Regions from separate parts of the Mus musculus genome. Here regions 1 and 2 are each linked to region 3. The links are chromatin contacts, called in public promoter capture Hi-C maps. All regions are on one chromosome and are shown on one strand. The core of a region is the stretch at or near the end of the contact, and the rest is flanking DNA. Distances in the headings are between cores, read along the strand shown.

What was found. Promoter capture Hi-C pulls out the DNA fragments that hold promoters and counts their contacts.
Region 1: a contact with region 3 is called in a promoter capture Hi-C map of fetal liver, with 4 times the contacts expected there. A contact is called at or near these places in 21 of 39 promoter capture datasets (the 3T3-L1 cell line, 3T3-L1-derived adipocytes, the C10 cell line and 13 more), 6 of 484 Hi-C or Micro-C datasets (B cells, ECoMG-derived neutrophils, embryonic stem cells and 1 more), 11 of 130 datasets of targeted methods (bone marrow-derived macrophages, embryonic forebrain, embryonic hindbrain and 5 more) and 4 of 9 other capture datasets (adipose tissue, embryonic stem cells, liver and 1 more).
Region 2: a promoter capture Hi-C map of embryonic stem cells shows a contact between it and region 3. A contact is called at or near these places in 27 of 39 promoter capture datasets (the 3T3-L1 cell line, the C10 cell line, the HPC-7 cell line and 16 more), 34 of 484 Hi-C or Micro-C datasets (the AML12 cell line, B cells, the Ba/F3 cell line and 21 more), 23 of 130 datasets of targeted methods (the 230-238 cell line, the SCID.adh cell line, astrocytes and 17 more) and 5 of 9 other capture datasets (adipose tissue, embryonic stem cells, liver and 2 more).

The regions. Positions count from the first base shown.
Region 1 is chr19:6,075,367-6,078,633 of GRCm38.p6, forward strand. It overlaps Vps51 (VPS51 GARP complex subunit), which reads right to left and starts at 1,821. Exons shown (of 10, transcript NM_001081041.1): 1 at 1,585-1,821; 2 at 997-1,126. The coding sequence starts at 1,812. It also overlaps a transcript of Tmem262 not described here.
Region 2 is chr19:5,724,793-5,727,831 of GRCm38.p6, forward strand. It overlaps Ehbp1l1 (EH domain binding protein 1-like 1), which reads right to left and starts at 1,525. Exons shown (of 19, transcript NM_053252.3): 1 at 1,125-1,525. The coding sequence starts at 1,228.
Region 3 is chr19:5,891,975-5,895,414 of GRCm38.p6, forward strand. Tigd3 (tigger transposable element derived 3) reads right to left here and starts at 2,154. Exons shown (of 2, transcript NM_001362045.1): 1 at 1,996-2,154; 2 at 1-1,143. The coding sequence starts at 1,126.

The DNA of each region.
Region 1 (3,267 bases), core at 571-3,070, 180 kb after region 3:
AAGCAGCAGACACAGTAAAATAGTCTGCTCAGACTGAAGTCGGGCTGGCCATATATCGAATGGAGAGGCTTATTACTTGCCTTGGAAATTCCCCAGCTGTGGCCTTCAGGCAAAGCCAAGGTAGATTCCCCAACCATGGCCTTTACTCAGAGCCAAGCTAGACAAGGGGTTAGTTTGACCAGAATGTCTAAACTACTAACACACTTGAAAAAAGGCTGCCCACCCTGCAGCCCACCCTGTATCTGCTTATGAGCTCATTATGGCTTTTTCCTTATAAAGTCTGACCCCGGACAGTGTACAGGTATGTGGCTGTCAGCTCCCGAATCTGTGAGCTGTTGCCCTAATCAATTAGTCTTGGGGTGTGCACTCAATAACCGTGCCTATGTGACTGAGATTGGTGTTCATGTGGTTTGTGGGGTGACTCCTGGACCCAAAAACTATTAGTAAATCTTAAGGAATGAGGATACAGACAGAGGGGGAGAGAGTGGCAAATCTGCTCTGAAGGCAGACTGACCAGAAACAAAAGTTACCACTAATAACATTTTTAACAAAAATTTTAATTGACTTTGAGATGGCTTAGTAGCAGGCAAATGTGTTTGTCACCAAGCCTGATAACCTGACTTCAATCCCTGGCACCCTCATGGTGGAAGGAGAATACAGACTCCTGAAAGTTGTCTTCTGACCCCCACACAAATGTTGTGTCCCACACATATGCATGTGCACAATATAAATAAACAAACAAAGCTAAAGCTTACTGAAACGCTGGTGCTTCCTAAGTGCTGCAGAGAAACTCACTGCATTTCATTCTTCCTTCCCAGCGCTGGTCCTTTGGACAAACCCCACCCCCACAGGAGTCATCACTTCAGCAGCAGTGGATTAAGGTTGGGACCCAATTGTAATCTGGGTCTCTTTCCTTTAATCCCTGTTTTTCTTAACACGGGGTGAGGACCTGGTGGGGGTGGTGTAAGACTGAGGAGTGTGTCCCAGTGGGGTCACCTGTAGCTGAGATGAACTTGTTGTAGTTCTCATAGACCAGGGTCTGCATGTCGCTGTCTAGAGCCCGGATCTGCCGTACCATGTCCGTCTCACTGTCCATCAGCTGGGCCAGAGGACATTCTCTACGCAGCTAGAGAAGCAGGTAGGAACAGTCAGCGTTAGTGCTCACTCACGTCCTGCTACCCTGCTTTACGTTAGTTGGATTTCAGTGCAAGACAACTCCAATCCCACCCTTATCAGGAATTCCATAAGTGGCACACTTTAAGTAGCACACTTCACAGGTTAGACCCAATTTGGGATTTGTCAGCGTTCATGGTCTTCTGGCTTAGTTTAAAGTCAACCTAGGCCCTGCCTAGCGCCTGTCAAGAGCATGGTCACACCCACTACCACGAGCCAGCACCGAGACCTCAGACCCAGTGTGACCTCAAGTCAGGCCCAGGCTCCCTTGGCCTCCAGATCTGCCTCTATTGCCTAGTAAGGGCTGTCCTCTTATAAACCCCGCTGCCGTCACCACAGCAACCAAATCGGGAGTAAGATCTAGGGTCCAAGATATTTGGGGTCTGGACCCGCCCCATTTCACACACACACCTTGTCAAGATAAACTTCCGGGTCGAAGTGCGCCCCATTGAGATCGGTTGGGTCCAGAGGGTCAGGCCCTGCGGGATGCCCCGCCACCTCCCCCTCCGAGAGGCCGTAGTAAAGCTTCAGCATCCCGTGAGCCTTCCGCCGACGCTCCGGAGCGTCCGCCTCGGGACCTTCTGGGGAGTCTCCAGGCCCGGACCCTAGGCCAGGCCCCACAGCTGCCGCAGCCGCCATAGCTCCAACCTCAACTCAAAGGGGTGAGGCAGGGGAGGGAACAGATGCACTTCCGGGGACCAGAAACTTGCTACAACCAGGCGGTCCTTCAGGTGAAACGTTCCTCTGCAGCTGTAGGATATGTGAGACTAAAGTTCCGTCTTGCGCTTGTCCTTCTGGAGCACAGAGGTTTCACTGAACTTCTGGATCGTTGAGTTTCTGTGATTTTGCTGTGCTACTTGGGTGAATCGTGGCGTCCCAATCCTGCATCCGCACAGGAAAGAGACTTGCAGAAGATCGAATATGCGTCACAGGGGGGGTCTGCAAGGTTCAAACGTCCATTTAGTAGCCTGCAATATGGCTTTAACGCAGTGTTTCCCAAGGTTCTGTCTCCAAGGAGTCATTCAATATGAGAAACTTTATTCTACTTAGAGAATTTAAGATGTTAATCTTAAGAAGTTAGTGAAATGTGATACGTGAGCAGTTGGGATTGAGGATAATTCGGAAGTTTTAAAGATGTAGGCATAAAACGAAGCTCTCAGCAGGGCGTAGTGGCGCACACCTTTAATCCCAGCACTTGGGAGGCAGAGGCAGGTGAATTTCTGAGTTCGAGGCCAGCCAGCCTGGTCTACAGAGTGAGTTCCATGAGTTCCAGGACAGCCAGGGCTACACAGAGAAACCCTGTCTCAAAAAAAAAAAAAAAAAAAAAAAAAAAAAAGACGAAGCTCTTAAGAGGGGATGAGGTCAGATTATATGTGGAGTTAAATAGAAGAAAATGAGACTTTACTAATGATGTACTGTAAACGTTACCGAGGATGGGCTGATAGGGTGCTGGGCTGCCAGGAGTTTCAGCAGACCAAACACTGTTTTTATCTGAAAATTAGGAGTTAAAAAAAAATCTAAATGGTATACTTTTTATTTTTATTTTTTTCAAGACGGTTTCTCTGCTTAGCCCTGACTGTCCTGGAACTGGTCCTAGTGTAGAACCTGTCTGCCTCCCAAGTGTTGAGACTAAAGGCATGTGATAACACTGTCACCAGCTCCACTGCCTAGCTAAAAACAGTTCTGAATGGTATTAAATCGCCATCTGTCCGGCCCCCAGTATTATATGTGTATTTATGTGTGCAGAGACCAGGGGATAACTCAGAGCTGTAGTTACAGCTCATGTGTGAGCTACCCGTCATGATGCTGGAAACCAAAGTGCAAGAGCAGTTCACCCTGTGCCAGCTCAAACCCTTCCTTTCTTTTCTCTCTCTTTCTTCCTCTTTGAGGCATCATCTCACTCTAACTTTGGCTGACCTGAAACTCATTATTGTAGACCAGGCTGGCCTCAAACTCAGAGATCCAGCCACCTCTGCTTCCTGAGTGCTGGGACTAAAAGTCTGTGCTACCATGTCCACAGCCTGCTTCTCAGCCTGACATGCATGGTTGCTCTTGTCACAGACTAAAGGGATCATGTATTCACTTGTCTTGGAC
Region 2 (3,039 bases), core at 275-2,774, 170 kb before region 3:
CTAAGAAACCCAGCGGGGCCTTACCCATTTACTTGTGACTCAGCCCACTGACACCGTCTGTATAGTCTGTCTGCTCACCAGAACCATGCCCAGTGTCCCTCTGGCCTCACCCAGCGTGCTGGGGCAGGAGCCAGAGGCCAGAGTTCAAGTGCTAGCTCTGCTGTGTTAGCCTAACTAGTTCTTACGCTCCCTTACCCTTTACGGTATAAAGGGCCTCCGGGTACACTCAGCATGTTCAAGGCTGATGATTAATGGTGCTACCCCCAAAGACCCCAGCCTCTGCTCCTTCGCCTCCTTAGACCCCATGGTTCCGGCCTACCCCAGCTCTTCCCCCTTGGGAGTCTATATTTAGCCCTGCCTGGCCTGTGAGGCCCCCACAGCTGTGCCCTAATCCAGCCAAGGGAAGCTGACACCGGTGAGCACATATATTTAGGGTGTGACGCAGGGGCCTGGGCAGCTGCCCGGTGGGGACATGTGAGCCAGATGCCCCCAGGGGCCCTTGACAGTCCAATACAAGACCTGTCCTCTCTTGCAAGTCGTCCCCTCACCCAACTCTCTTTCCCTCCACGGACCCTCTCCTGAACCCACCAGCTCCTAGGACTTCAGGCCCCTTTAAGCCTCTCCCCGCCTCCCTGTTATCCATCCAAGCTCAGTTTCCCCTTTTAAGGACATTGTGGAGACAGCACCAGCTTCTGGGGCCCACTCTGGCTGAAGGGGGAGGGGCTGAAAAAGAGAAGGCCACATTTTCACCCTGAACTGGACTAGGAACCATGAAGTCTTTTCCACCCAAAGCCCCCTGGAGCCCTAAAATCTTGTTCCGTTTTCCACTGCTACCCTAGACCGCTGTCCTTGGCTTGAGGGCTTCTCCCCGAGTCCTGACCACAGCCGATTTAATGTGGGCCCAGGCTGATTCTCCCAAAGCCACCGAGTCTTGACCCCCACAAGGTTCTCCACAACAGGAGTCCCCCCAACCTGCCAGGCACTTCAGTGTCTGGAATACCTAGGATGGGAACCCCTTTAGCCTTTAGACTTGAGAGGATTTTTTTTCCAGGTTCAAACGAGTCAAACTAAGTTGAGTCCCACATCAGTCTTAGGGGACTCCCTCAGGCCCCGCTTCTACTCACCACTTCTTGGTGCACTCCAACACCAGTTCATGGTAACACGCCACAAACTGGAACTTGGCGGCCCGCTTGCCAACCCGCTGCAGGCGCTTCCACACTGAAGTCATGGCCTGAGGAACTCTGCCGGATCTCTTCTCAGGCTTGGGACTCCCTCTTGCCCACCACTGCTGGCTCAGCCAGGGTCCCCATGGTCTCTGGAGCTCTTTTCTTTGTCACCGGATCTGTCCGCCCCGTCCGTGTAGATATGTCTGAGGTTTAGACCTAGGCTGAGTTTGCCCGGGGTCCGCCTGGTGGGCTGGCTGAGTCTGCGGGGCCGTCGCGGCGCGTCGAGCTGGTCTCAGCTCAAGAGTAGCGAGCGCGCCGTTTCCTGGAGCCGCACCCCCCCCCCTCGCCCCGCGTCCGAAGGCGGGCGGGGCTGCAGCGCGGGGCGGGGCGACCCTGCTTCCGGGATCTAGCGTCCGGACTTGGACACCCGGGTACCCGGTTCGGGGGTGGAAGGAATGAGTACCGATCGCAAAGCCGGTTTGATGGGCGCCCGCGAGTCAAATGGGGTTAGGGTGACGTGTGAGCTCCAAGAGGTGGCAGCCCTCAACTTGGTGCCACCCTCCAAAAGAGCTGCCTCTGCTGTCTCCCTTATATCTGCAACCTTGGTACTGGTTGGTACCCCATTTCCCAAGCTTGTAAAGTAGAGACCTAGAAAGGAAAAGAACCGTCCACTGAGCCAGAGTTAACGGTTCTTAACTCTGGGGTGGGAGATTCTTGTTAGCACCCATGCAGAGCCCCAGAGCCAGCCTTGGTGAGATATACCTAGAGTCTCCAAACCTGACTCCTCATATGGCACAAGGGAAAACAATCCTCACATCTCACAAGCAGTGAAAGGTTCTGTCTGTCTGTCTGTCTGGTGCCCCCCCCCCCCCCGAGACAGGGTTTTTCTGTCCTGGAACTCACTTTGTAGATCAGGCTGGCCTCAAACTCACTAGTTTTTACTAAAGAGTGCCACCCTGAACAAAGCACACACTCTGCGCCTCAGTTTTGAAGTCTGTTAAATGGGGCCAATTACAGTTCTATCTTTTATGTATGTCATTGAAGTCTGAAGATGGGGAAAGCGGTTGGCTTAGGGCTGGGCTGATTTTGTCTCATTACGCGCAATCCGTTATCAGAACTAGAGAAAATATGTACATGGGTGGTTTTTGCTCCTCCCCTGGGAAGTCCCTGGGGCGTTAGCTGCTGTGTTAACACCTAGATTAGACTCCTTATCGCTCACACATCCAATTCACACTGTAATGAGCCTTGCAAGGTGTTTTATACCCAGCTAGAGAGATGGCCTGGAGCAACACATCAACGTGTCACCTGCCTGGTAACCCTCAATTTGGTTAGGATGTCTGGTCTTGCAGGCGTGTTAGCCTATCGGCATCTTCAGCAGGCAAGTGACTATGGTAGGAGGTGGGGATGAGGATGCTTGGGTGCAACTTTGAGAATGTGCAGGCTTATTCCTGTGGGCTGAACACCCAGTTTTGTCTATCATATCGCTGTGGTCCTCTGCTTCCTCTCTACGGAAGCAGTTTATGTGCAACCCTACAGGTCCTTCGTGCTGTCTCGGGGTAGGCTGGGTGCTCTGAGACTGCAGCACAGGGGCCTGAGCCAGGCGAAACGATGCTCTGAGCCCGGCTGCCATCTCCCTCCCTTCCAAGGCTTGTCTACAAACTGAAACTTGTTTACTCCTTTCGGCCTCCACACCCCTCCTTCCCAGCAATCCCTACAGCTCACGGGGCACCAACTCTAAGACTCTTCTTGGACCTTTCCCTATTCATGGGGATGGGCCCCTGGGTCAGGCAGCTCCGGCCCACCCATTTCCTGTGCCAACTCCTCCCAGCACGGGAGGTGGAAAGTTTCTCTCCTCAAGATGGGCGGCTCCTTC
Region 3 (3,440 bases), core at 904-3,403:
TGTCCAGGGACAGTGGTGTTTTGCCCGGAGCGAGCCCTTCTTGAACAAAGCTGCTCAAAATGAGCTGGCGAGGTACCTTGGCCCAAGCTGCGGCCACCATGTGCAGAGCATCCAAAACTGTGATGCTAGCCCTGGCCTCCGCCAGGGAGGTGCCCTCTTTCCCACTCTGCATGGCAGCCAGTTTGCTCAGTAGACGGTGACGGTAATGGGCCTTAAAGGCCAAAATCACAGAGCCAGGCAGGGAAGGAGTGGTGCTGGAGGCAGAGAGAGGCAGGAGTCGAACGTGATGGAGTCCAGGAAGGCTGGCCCATTCCTCTACCACTCCAGAAGCCAGTAGCAAGGCTACCTGTCGGCCCTGCTGTCCCATGTCCTGGTCAAACTGTGCCAGCCACTCTGACCAGGGAATGGCTAGGTCAGGGTGATAAGAGGTAGGCAGTGCCTCACTGCTCACCCCAAAGAAGCATCTTGGGGCCGCCTGGAGCCCACCCACAAATACCCTTCGCTTTTCTGTGCCTCTGCTGTTGGCACATAACAGTACTTGCAACCGATCACATTCAAACACTCTGCCAGGCACCGCGCGATACAACAAGGGTACTTCAGCACAGCCAAAAACATCTTCTGGTGAGAAGTCTTTAAGAGAAAGAGGTGGCTGGGCCTGAGATGGGAGAACTGCAGGAGGAGCTTCAGGAGGGAACAGAGGGACAAGGACCTGGCGAGTCCCAAAGCCCACATTGTTTCGACGTTTCCAGCGGACCAGCCAGCCAATGCTAGGCACGAAATCCTGGCCCATGATATCGGCCAGTTCCTTGGCCTTGTGGAGCAACATGGGCCCCGTTACATCCCAGGCCTTGGCTCGGGCAATGTGGTACCAGCACAGTAGAGCCTCATCGATCCCACTGTATTTGGATTCACGCTTCCGCTTCCGCTCGTGGTTGGCTGTGCCACTGCACCAGTCTGCCAACAGCTTCTCCTTATTCTTGCAGATCCGTGAGATCTGGGGCTGTGAGACCTGGAAGCGCCGGGCCACCTCTGACTGGGACATCTTAGACTCATCCAAGAGTTCCAGCACCTGGATCTTCTCAGCCAGGGACAGGGCGTGAAGCTTCTTCTTGGTGTTCAGCTCCATGACTCCCTGGGAAGCTGCTGGGGGAAGAAAAGTAGGAGAGCGTGCCAATGGCTGAGAGCAAGAAGAACAGAAGAGGTCGGGACCCCTGAAGCCAGAGCAATTCTCTGGAATGCAGAAAGCTGGAGGAGACCAGGCCAGCTGAAAGAGACATGAGATGGCCAGGCTGTGGGAGGAGAGGGCTAGACCCAGAAGAGAGCTGGCAGAGTCGAGTGTTTCTGGTCCGAAGTGGAGAGAATTCTGGGCTGGGGTTTGGTATTGATGGGGTGGAAGGATGAATAGAGGCTAAAGCACAGCTGTAAAGACAACCAGGAGACAGCTGCAGGGACAACAAAGGAGCAAAAACAAGGAGAGGCCTGGGGCTGAGGCTGAGCGGGGCAGGTGTAGGGGACATTCAGGGTGCCAGGGAGGAGTCCCCTGAGAGGAGATGAGGAGGAGGAGGACCTAGGTTGAATTTTGATGGCTGAAGGCAGGTGGTAGACTGAACGGACAGAGTCGAGATGAACAGGTGAGATGGTACAGATGACAAAGCCAGATGGATGGTGTCTGAAGGCGCTAGTACAATTCGGCGCTGGCAAGGCGGGGTGGTAAAGCTACCCAACGGTTCAACCAGGAGAGTGAAGATGCCAAGACGACAAAGGGAGACAGGGTGAGGAGGATGAGGGCAAAAGGGAAGAAGTGTCCTCTGCCCAGTGATAGCCTGGAGTGATATCAGAGAGAAGGGAGCACCGGCCAGGAAGCAGGCGGCTCGAGCGCTGGGCTCTGCGCCCTGGTTCGCTGAGTTGACCCCTCGTCAGTCGGCTGGACGGACACAGGCGTCGACCCCAGCCCGCCCGCCCACCCGGCTACAGGGCCTCCCGCTCCGCACCCACCTCCAGGCGCCGTCCCGCGCCTCCAGTCCCTGCCCCAGCCAGGTTCCTGGGCCTCAGCAGAACCAGAGAGTGACGGGCGCCGCGACCCGAGGACAGAGCGCGCCGAGAGGCTGCTCTGGAGCGGGCGCGCGCAGAGCGCGCACAGCCCTCACCCGGGTCTCTCAAGGCTGGGAAAACCTCGTCGCGGCCCCTCCGCAGCCCCGCCCTAACAAACTGATTAGCCATCAGCGGCAACTTGTCCCGCCTCCAGTTACATCTGATTGGATGCTGTGGAAGTGGCGGTTTGTCAGCCCTCCGGAGGAGGAGCTTCCTGAGTGGAGGGGTCTGGCGGGAAGAACCGGCCTTAGTGCCTATCACTTGTCGACCAGCCGGCGTGCCTTGACAGCCACCCAGGTGATTTCGACCCCATCCCTACGTGGTACCTAACTGGGATACCGGCCCTCCAGGATTTGTTTTGGAAACAAGATGAAAGGAGAAAATGAATGAATGTAAGCTTTTAGTCACAAAAGAGTTACCATGGACAGCGCTGGCCTCTGGTCTTGCCAACGGCCTACAAAATACACCGGTGGCAAGAAAGGACATTTTTTTTTTTAACCAGTTTTGGTGGGTCACGGCAAGATCTAAATTCCTGTTAGTCACTTCCCTCCTTTGTAACTAGGTGTAGATAACTTAGCCCTCCCTGCCCCTAAACAGCCAGGACCCCACTTTTTCATAGGTTTTGAGCCTATCCATTTACCACTGGATGCTGTCAGTCTCTCCAAGTGTCGTCTCCTGCGAACCAAATATTTTCTCTTAAATCTATTTTAGTGGTCTCATCTGCACATTTCTTTTTTGGCCCTCAAGACTACTCAGTTGCTAAGGATTAGTGCCTGACTCCCTGTACTCCTGGCCTACATAGCAGAACAGGCAGTGCATAGTCCAGACAACTCTGTGCAGTAGCAGGCCAGGGCTCAGCTTTCTCTGGCAACAGTGACCTCAGGGTGCTCTAGGAAAATCTGAGCACACTTCAGTCGATATATAAGTATTTAGCTAGAGAGGTTTGGGAGGGGTTCCCTTCCTTGTTGAGGCAGGGCTTTGCTGTGTAGCATACTCCCAGTTGGATGTTAAGCTTCCTGCAGATTCTGTCTCTGACTTCCATGTCCCTCTAAGAGTGCTGGAATAAGGGCTGGTGAGATGGCTCAGCGGGTAAGAGCACCCGACTGCTCTTCTGAAGGTCCTGAGTACAAGTCCCAGCAACCACATGGTGGCTCACAACCATCCTTAAGGAGATCTGACTGGTGTGTCTGAAGATAGCTGCAGTGTACTTACATATAATAAATAAATTTAAAAAAAAGAGTGCTGGAATAACACACATCATCCAGCTCCTTATCTGGGATGCAGGGACAAAATTCAGGTGGTCAGGTTCACAGTCAAAGTGCTTGTCTTGGACAGGGGTACGATGCCAA